Linked DNA regions of Capra hircus: region 2 is linked to region 1. A link is a contact called in public Hi-C data. All regions are on one chromosome and are shown on one strand. The core of a region is the stretch at or near the end of the contact, and the rest is flanking DNA. Distances in the headings are between cores, read along the strand shown. Region 1 holds the start of MYC (myc proto-oncogene protein). Region 2 has its middle 910 kb from the start of GSDMC.

The links. A called contact is a pair of places that touch in the nucleus more often than the background predicts.
Region 2: a contact with region 1 is called in a Hi-C map of blood, with 5 times the contacts expected there. The contact joins the enhancer-like site here to the promoter of MYC in region 1. A contact is called at or near these places in 2 of 5 Hi-C or Micro-C datasets (both in blood).

The regions. Positions count from the first base shown.
Region 1 is chr14:69,336,062-69,340,180 of ARS1.2, forward strand. MYC (myc proto-oncogene protein) reads left to right here and starts at 1,389. Exons shown (of 3, transcript XM_018058563.1): 1 at 1,389-1,950; 2 at 3,669-4,119. The coding sequence starts at 3,678.
Region 2 is chr14:70,274,204-70,278,146 of ARS1.2, forward strand. No RefSeq gene overlaps it. Among named protein-coding and RNA genes, the nearest start is that of GSDMC, 910 kb to the right of the region's middle. Within about 2 kb of position 1,783, at least 1 of the 5 cell types and tissues checked has an H3K27ac peak or open chromatin away from gene starts, as enhancers often do.

The DNA.
Region 1 (4,119 bases), core at 139-2,638:
TTTCCCCCCACCCCAAGAAACGGAAGTAATACTTGGCTCCTCTCCTTAGATGAGAATGGATGCATTGTGTGTGTGTGTGTGTGTGTGTGTGTGTGTTTGTGTGTGTGATTTCGAGCCCAATGATAAAGAGAAAAGCAGACCCAGAAAGGAAGTCAACGTTCGGTTTGTCCTAGCAGGAAAGAGTTAACGGTTTTCCTCACCGGGGACTCTGCAGACTCCCCAGGCAGGATCCGCCGGCTCGCCCCCTTCCCTCTTCTGGGGAGTCTGGTCCCGCAGCTCGCGCCCCCCTCCCCCGGGCTGTATCCTCCCGTCTAGCGCCTTCTATTTTTCCCCAAACCTGGGAGCCCCAGAGTGGTGCAAACCGGCGCCACGGGGCGCAAAGAGGATTCGTCTCTCTTCTGAAACCTGGCTGCGGAATTGGGAACTCCGAGAGAGGCGCGGGGGTGGGATGGGGGTTTAGAGGGACGGGGGTGGTCCCCAGCGGCGCGCACCCGCAGGCGCGCTCCTCCCTTATTCCAGCTCCGGAACCCGCAGAAAGATCTCAGGGATTAGCGCATACTGGGTTGGGGGAGGGGCAGGAGGAACGCTGGCCCCCACGGAGATCCGTGTAGGTTTGCGCGGGCAGAGCCAGGAGTGGGGGTCCTCTGCGACTTTGGCAGCAATCGGGGGATTCATTGTGGGTGGAAGGTGCACAGTCGAGAAAGCTGCGCACACCCAGAATGCGTAACACCCCCAACAAATGCAATGGGTGTTTATTCATACCGCGCTCTCCAAGTATACGTGGCAGCGCGTTGCTGAATTATTTTAGTAATTCCAGGCACCATTTTTCTTCCCCATACCTCTGATCATGTATCCCATCGACACTTAACCCCCCAGCACACACACACTCCGAGCGCACGCCCATCAATACCCCTTCTTTCCTCCTCTCTTCGTAGGAGTTATTTTCCAAAGGCTGCCCCTTCCCCGGCCTGTCCACCCGGGACGTGCATGGCGCAGCCGCGGGTACACGGTGTATTCTCAGCATCGAGGGATCAGCGGTTCTGCCCCAGATGATTTAAGAACACAGGACAAGTATGCGGTTTGTCCAACACAGCGCTGCTCCACAGGAACCAAGCAGCAGAGAGACGGTTTGAGCGGGAGCAAAAGAAAATGGTAGGCGCGCGCAGTTAATTCATGCGGCGCTCTGACCGTGTTTACATCCGAGAGCTCGGCGCACTGGAGTGCCAGGCTCAAAGAGCTGAATCTCCTCCCCTCCCGGCCTCCCTCCCCACCAGCGCCCCTCCCGGGTTCCCAAAGCAGAGGGCGGGGGAGACAAAGATCCTCTCTGGTGAGTCCCCGCCCACCAGCCCTTTATAGGCGAGGGTCTCGGCTGCGGAGGACCCCCGGGCTGAGCATCTCGCGGCTACCGCTGCGGCTGGCTCGCCGCGGCCGCCGCCTGGCTCCACCACTGCCTGGAAGGGCAGGGCTACTCTGAGGCTTGGCGGGAAAAAGAACAGAGGAGGGGCCTTACCTTCTCGTATAAAAGCCAGTTTTTTCTGGGCTTTATCTGACTCGCTGTAGTAATTCCAGCGAGAGGCAGAGGGAGCGAGCGGGCGGGCCCTCCAGGGTGGAAGAGCCGAGCCAGCCTAGCGAGCGGAGTCGCGCTCCGGGCGCCCGGGGAAGGGAGATCCGGAGTCAAAGGGGGGCTTCTGCGCCTCCAGCCCGGCCGGCCCCCACCCCACCCTCCCCGCGGACCCCTGCTAGCGGTCCGCCACCCGCGCCGCACCCGCGAAACTTTGCCCACTGGAACTTACAACACCCGAGCGACACCAAGACTCCCCGGACGCAGAGAAGCTCTTCTGCCTTTTTGGGGAGACACTTTCCCCTGCCGCAGCCCACGACCCGCGCCTCTGAAAGGCGCTCCTCGCCGCTTTTTGGACGCTAGATTTCCTTCGGATAGTGGAAATACGGGTGAGCACCCGGACCTATTGGCCTTTTTCATTTATTTTTGCTACCGCCTTAACGCCGCGATGAGCAGAACGCCCGAATCGAGTGTCTTTTCTCCCATTCCTGCGCTATTGACACTTTTCTCAGAGTAGTTGTGGCTAGTCGGGGTGGAGAGGAGAGGAACCAGAACTGGGTCGGGGTACAGTGACTTGTCAAGATGGGAAGAGAGAGGAAGGCAGAGGGAAACCGGGGGTGCGTTTTCTGAAAGTAGCCTTTAGAGGTTTTTGCTCGCCTTAGATGGACGCTGACCCCGGCCGGGTGGACATTCATGCTTTATTGCATTAATTGCTTTTTTGCCTTTTGTCGGGGAGAAGAAGGGTATGCTTCGCGGTTGACAGAAAACCCTTCACATCCTGAACTCCTTGGAGTAAGAATTACACATTGCATGTATGAGCGAAGAGAGCTCCGCAGCCGCTGACTTTTCCCTGTCTGGAAAAGGGTATTTAAATTTCGGCTTACTGCATTTCTGACAGCCGGAGACAGACACTGCGGCGCGTCCCGCCCGCCGATCCCCTCGGCGTCTCCAACGCTCCCGGCTTATTTTAGAAGTTGGCCTTTGACTTTTTTTTAAAGGATAGTAAAATTAAAGATTTTGGTCTACAGAGAGGTTAGGATTCGGTGTTGGGAAGGCGCGGGGACCGGGAAAAGGAAGCTGGGGCAAAGATGTGTCCGAGTCTCCTGGAATTATTGACTCGGCGGTGGGGGGGGGGGAATGAGGGCAAAATCTCTGCACCTAGCCTTGGCTCCCCGGCCGCCTCCGGGGTCCCCGCGCGGGTGTCCCTGCGCCCCCTGAGATGCGGAGGACGGCCAGGAGCGAGGCACCGGGCTTTTCGAGAACAGCTGCTACCCTCGGCGGGTGAGGGAGAAGACGCCCGGCTCCGGGCGCGGAATCGTAGCAGGGTCTCTGGCGCAGTTACGTCGCCGTATTGAGTGTTGAAGGGAGACGTCTCTGTTATTATTTAACACTCTCCTTTTATTTATGAGGGTCGGGGATGGGGGGTGGGGGTTGGAGAAGGGCTAAAGGCTCGAAGCTGAGCTCGCCACCCCAGCCGGAGAGAGAAGGAAAGCCCGCAAAGGAAAGAAGGGGGTTGCGCTGGGGGTAGGGATGCGGGAGGCGGAGAAGGGAGGCTGGGAGGGGCGGCGGCGCCGGCAGGAGAAACAGCGAGACGAGGGCGCGCGAGTGGGAACGGGCGCGGCGCTAGGGGCCCGGGAGCGGGAGGGGGCCGAGCGCAACCGCTCCAGCCGCGGCGTCTCTCGCCGCCTCCTTCAGGTGGCGCAAAACTTTGCGCCCCGGCGTTTGGCAGATCCTATTCCCCACCGCCGCCGCCGCCTACCCGGGCCTGTGACGGAGGCCAAAGCTGATTTCGATTGCTGGGCGGTCGCTGGGCAGACTCCCGGGCTTCGCGCTCCAGGCTCCCCGGAGGGGAGCCGAAAAGCCCCGCGGCGCTGCGGAGCTGGTTCGCCAAGTGTGTGTCTGAAATAGTAGAGGGTCACTCAGAGCGGGCTAAAAGGGTGCCTTTTTTGTCCGTTCCCCACCTCCCATCAGCCTCATTTGGGGATCGCACTGGAAGGGGAGTGGTTCTGGATTGTGGCGCGCAGTGCGCGCTGCGTGGGGGTTTCGGCACCATCCAAGACCCCTTTAACTCAAGACTTGCCCCGTCTTTGTGTGCCCCCTCCGGCAGGCTACCGCGATGCCCCTCAACGTCAGCTTCGCCAACAGAAACTATGACCTCGACTACGATTCGGTGCAGCCTTATTTCTACTGCGACGAGGAGGAGAACTTCTACCACCAGCAGCAGCAGAGCGAACTGCAGCCGCCGGCGCCCAGCGAGGACATCTGGAAGAAATTCGAGCTGCTGCCCACCCCGCCCCTGTCCCCTAGCCGCCGCTCCGGGCTCTGCTCGCCGTCGTACGTCGCGGTCGCCTCCTTCTCGCCCAGGGGAGACGACGACGGCGGCGGCGGCAGCTTTTCCTCCGCGGACCAGTTGGAGATGGTGACCGAGCTGCTGGGAGGCGACATGGTGAACCAGAGCTTCATCTGCGACCCCGACGATGAGACCCTCATCAAAAACATCATCATCCAGGACTGTATGTGGAGCGGCTTCTCGGCCGCCGCCAAGCTCGTCTCGGAGA
Region 2 (3,943 bases), core at 533-3,032, 940 kb after region 1:
AGGAGGCTAAAAATGAGAGCTCTTAAGTGCTTGTCCATGTGCATATGCCTAATAAAAGAGGAGACTAAGCTGCAGATCTAGGTCTGATTTCCCAACCTTGCATACACTGCTTACAGCAGATTGCTAGCTGCTCATCAAAATCCTTTCCCACACATTTGTAAGCTTTTCTTTTGAAATTGAGTCTAGCCATATGCAACTTCTCCCTGGTAGATTGTAAATAGTTGATTATGAAAAACACTTTTTTTAGCAAGGAATCATTTTGGAATTCATTTGAAAAGACCATCATCTGAGAGGTTAAGGCAATTAGGAATAATAAGACTGACTATGCATCCATTTATCTGAACCTCAGACATCTTATCCATAAAATGAATTATCGGGACTCAATTATGTCTTTCCTGTCTCCTTAAGTTGAGATGTAGATGTATTCTTTTATTTTTTGAAGATTTTTTTTGATATGGATCAGTTTTTACGTCTTTGTTGAATTTGCCATTATATTGCCTCTGTTTCGTGGGTTTTTTGTTTTTTGGCTGCAAGGCATGTGGGATTCTAGCCCTCCAACCAGGGATCGAACCCACATCCCTGAACTGGAAGGCAAAGCCTTAAACACTGGACTGCAGCCTTATTCTTGATGTAACTGATACCATGCAGAGATTTTGCCAAATGTGAGGACTGAAGAAATCACTGGGGATGGTGACCCATTTTGCTGACCCAGATACATGGCCTGTTTATGTGTATTCAAATGAAAACCTAGGAAAACTATGACTGATCAAAAAGGAGAAACTTTGTCAGAATGAGCAAAGAGCTAAAGAATTTCCCTGTCCTTTGGAAACATCTAGTTCACTTTTAAGAACTGTTTACAAACTTCTTGCAAGTTGTTTCCCTGACCTACATAGGCCCTCTTCCAAGATTTTCAAGCAACATCTGCATTCTTCACTTTATTTAGGATTGATTCCATTAAACACATGGACCTCTGTTTTCATGAAGCTTTATTTCCGTGCAGATGCTACAGCTATTCATTACATTTTCTTGTGCATTCTAGGTTGCTATTTTCTCATTTTGTCTCTCTCTCTGCTCCTCACTGAGTCACAAGTTAGTCCTGCAGATTCCAGAACTAGAATATTTGAGGCTCTGTATCCAAAATAGCCTGGAGCCACTGGGTGAGTATTACACCGAAAAATAACTTCAGGCTTTAATCTCAAAGGTCCAGAGGAAAGGAATGGCATAGAAACCTGATGAGGGAAGAGAAAGAATCTCAAAAGTGCTAAATAGAGGGTCCTAGTAATCACTTTAATAGACATAGAATTTTTTACATTCATTTTATTGGCCTCTGGCTGCTTAAGTTATGAGTGGCTCCATGTTGGTGAAAAGTTATGTTATGGATAATGTATTATTTATTTAGTCATTCATTCAGTAAATATTCATTGTGTATCTCCTAGGTCCTAGGGATATGGTCATAAGCAAAACAGGAAATCACTGTCTTCATGGAGCTTACATTCTGGGAGCGGGGAAGTGACAGATGAGCAGCAGTAAAGGTCTCCACAGGCTGCAGAGGTTAAGGGGATAGCAGTGGTTAGGTGTGTGGCTGGGGGTGCCCTAGGTGTTCTAGGGCAGACCAGACCTGGAGACAATGGAGCTGAGACCTCCAAAATGAGAAGGGGCTAGATACAGGAAAAACAAGGGTAAAACACTCCAGTCAAAGAGAAGGGCAAATGTAGGACTCTGAGGCAGAAGTGAACACAGGCATCATCTAAAGATAGCCAGCAATGTATGACAGAGGAGAAGCTGGCATCATTAGAAACCAAAAAGGCAGAGCAGGGCAGTTTACTCAGGGTATAGGAGACCACAGTGAAAATTGTACTAGGAAATTCGCTCTTATTTTCTTTTTTCTTTCTTTTTCCTCAAATATTTTGGTCTTTCTCAATGTTAAACTTTTATATTTGGCCCCTTTGTTGTTGTTATTCCGTCACTAAGTCATGTTGAAAAGCAGAGACATTACTTTGCCAACAAAGGTCCGTCTAGTCAAGGCTATGGTTTTTCCAGTGGTCATGTATGGATGCAAGAGTTGGACTGTGAAGGAAGCTGAGTGCCGAAGAATTGATGCTTTTGAACTGTGGTGTTGGAGAAGACTCTTGAGAGTCTCTTGGACTGCAAGGAGATCCAACCAGTCCATTCTGAAGGAGATCAGCCCTGGGTGTTCTTTGGAGGGAATGATGCTAAAGCTGAAACTCCAGTACTTTGGCCACCTCGTGCGAAGAGTTGAGTCATTGGAAAAAACTCTGATACTGGGAGGGATTGGGAGCAGGAGGAACAGGGGACAACAGAGGATGAGATGGCTGGATGGCATCACTGACTCGATGGACATGAGTTTGGGTGAACTCCGGGAGTTGGTGATGGATAGGGAGGCCTGGTGTGCTGCAATTCTTGGGGTTGCAAAGAGTTGGACACAACTGAGTGACTGAACTGAACTGAACTGAAGACATATCTGACTCTCTGCAATGCCATGGACTGCAACCCACCAGGTTCCTCTGTCCATGGGATTTTCCCAGGCAAGAATATTGGAGTGGATCACCATTTCCTTCTTCAGTGGATCTTTCTGACGCAGAGATCAAGTCTGTGTCACTTGCATTGGCAAGCAGATTCTTTACCACTAAGCTAGCAGGGAAACCCATTTGACTCATCAGTTCAGTTCTGTTCAGTCGCTCAGTCATGTCCGACTTTTTGCCACCCCATGAATAGCAGCACGCCAGGCCTCCCTGTCCATCACCAACTCCCGGAGTTTACCCAAACTCATGTCCATAGAGTCAGTGATGCCATCCAGCCATCTCATCCTCCATCGTCCCCTTCTCCTCCTGCCCCTAATCCCTCCCAGCATCAGGGTATTTTCCAGTGAGTCAACTCTTTGCATGAGGTGGCCAAAGTACTGGAGTTTCAGCTTTAGCATCTGTCCTTCCAATGAACACCCAGGACTGATCTCCTTTAGGATGGACTGGTTGGATCTCTTTGCAGTCCAAGGGACTCTCCAGAGTCTTCTCCAACACCAATGATCCTTTACTTTCTTTCCTTTTCTCATTTTCTGTCCCACATCTCACCTTCTTTTGCAGGGATTTGCACTAATTTCTTTGTCTCTCCATGCTCCCCTCTTAGTTAGAGCAATATCTATGAGAGCAATACCTGGAATGCAGTCCTTTCTCCCCACAGTTTGTAGATCCCACCTGTAACATGACGATCAGATTCCCCTGACTCTGCTAAGGCGTTCCCTGTAAGACTCAAGCAATATGGCTGCCTAGACCTTTAGGATTGTACTTAATCTTTCATGGGCTTCCCCATTTGCATTCTGGCTTCACAAACATGCCGTAAGCTTGTTATCTTATTTATTGCTCACAGTAGTCCTTTAAGATAGATAATATGATTCCTATTTTTATTGATGGGGAAATTTCCAGAGGCTCTCTACATGAGGCAGATAGTAAGTTGTAGAACTGGGGGATATGGATGCAGGTGCTCTGTAACACCTTTGCTGCTCTCTTGAGTTCTTACTTATGTTTTGAGTTGCTCTTCAACAGTTAACTCATTGTTTCTTAGTCTTGTCACTTTGATGGTGAATCTAGAGGGTGGAGACTGTCCATGAACCACTTTCCTGCAGACATCTGGGCCTTCTTCATGAATCCCCATCTTCATTCTTGTATGTTTGCTTTTCATACAGCTTGAAAAATTTCAAGCTCACTAAGAGACATTAAGTTCACCTTCCTCTGTGCTCCTTATATGCCTTCTAAGTAGCTTATCACATTATTATAATCACTTTTCCTCTTTTAGTTAGTCTCTGGCCTCTTCTGAACAAGGGTAGCCTCTAGCCATGTACAATATGGCTTGTGTGTCTGAAGAACTGAATTTTAATTTCATTAAAATTTCTTGATTGACTTCCATTTAGAAATTAAAGCACAATGAA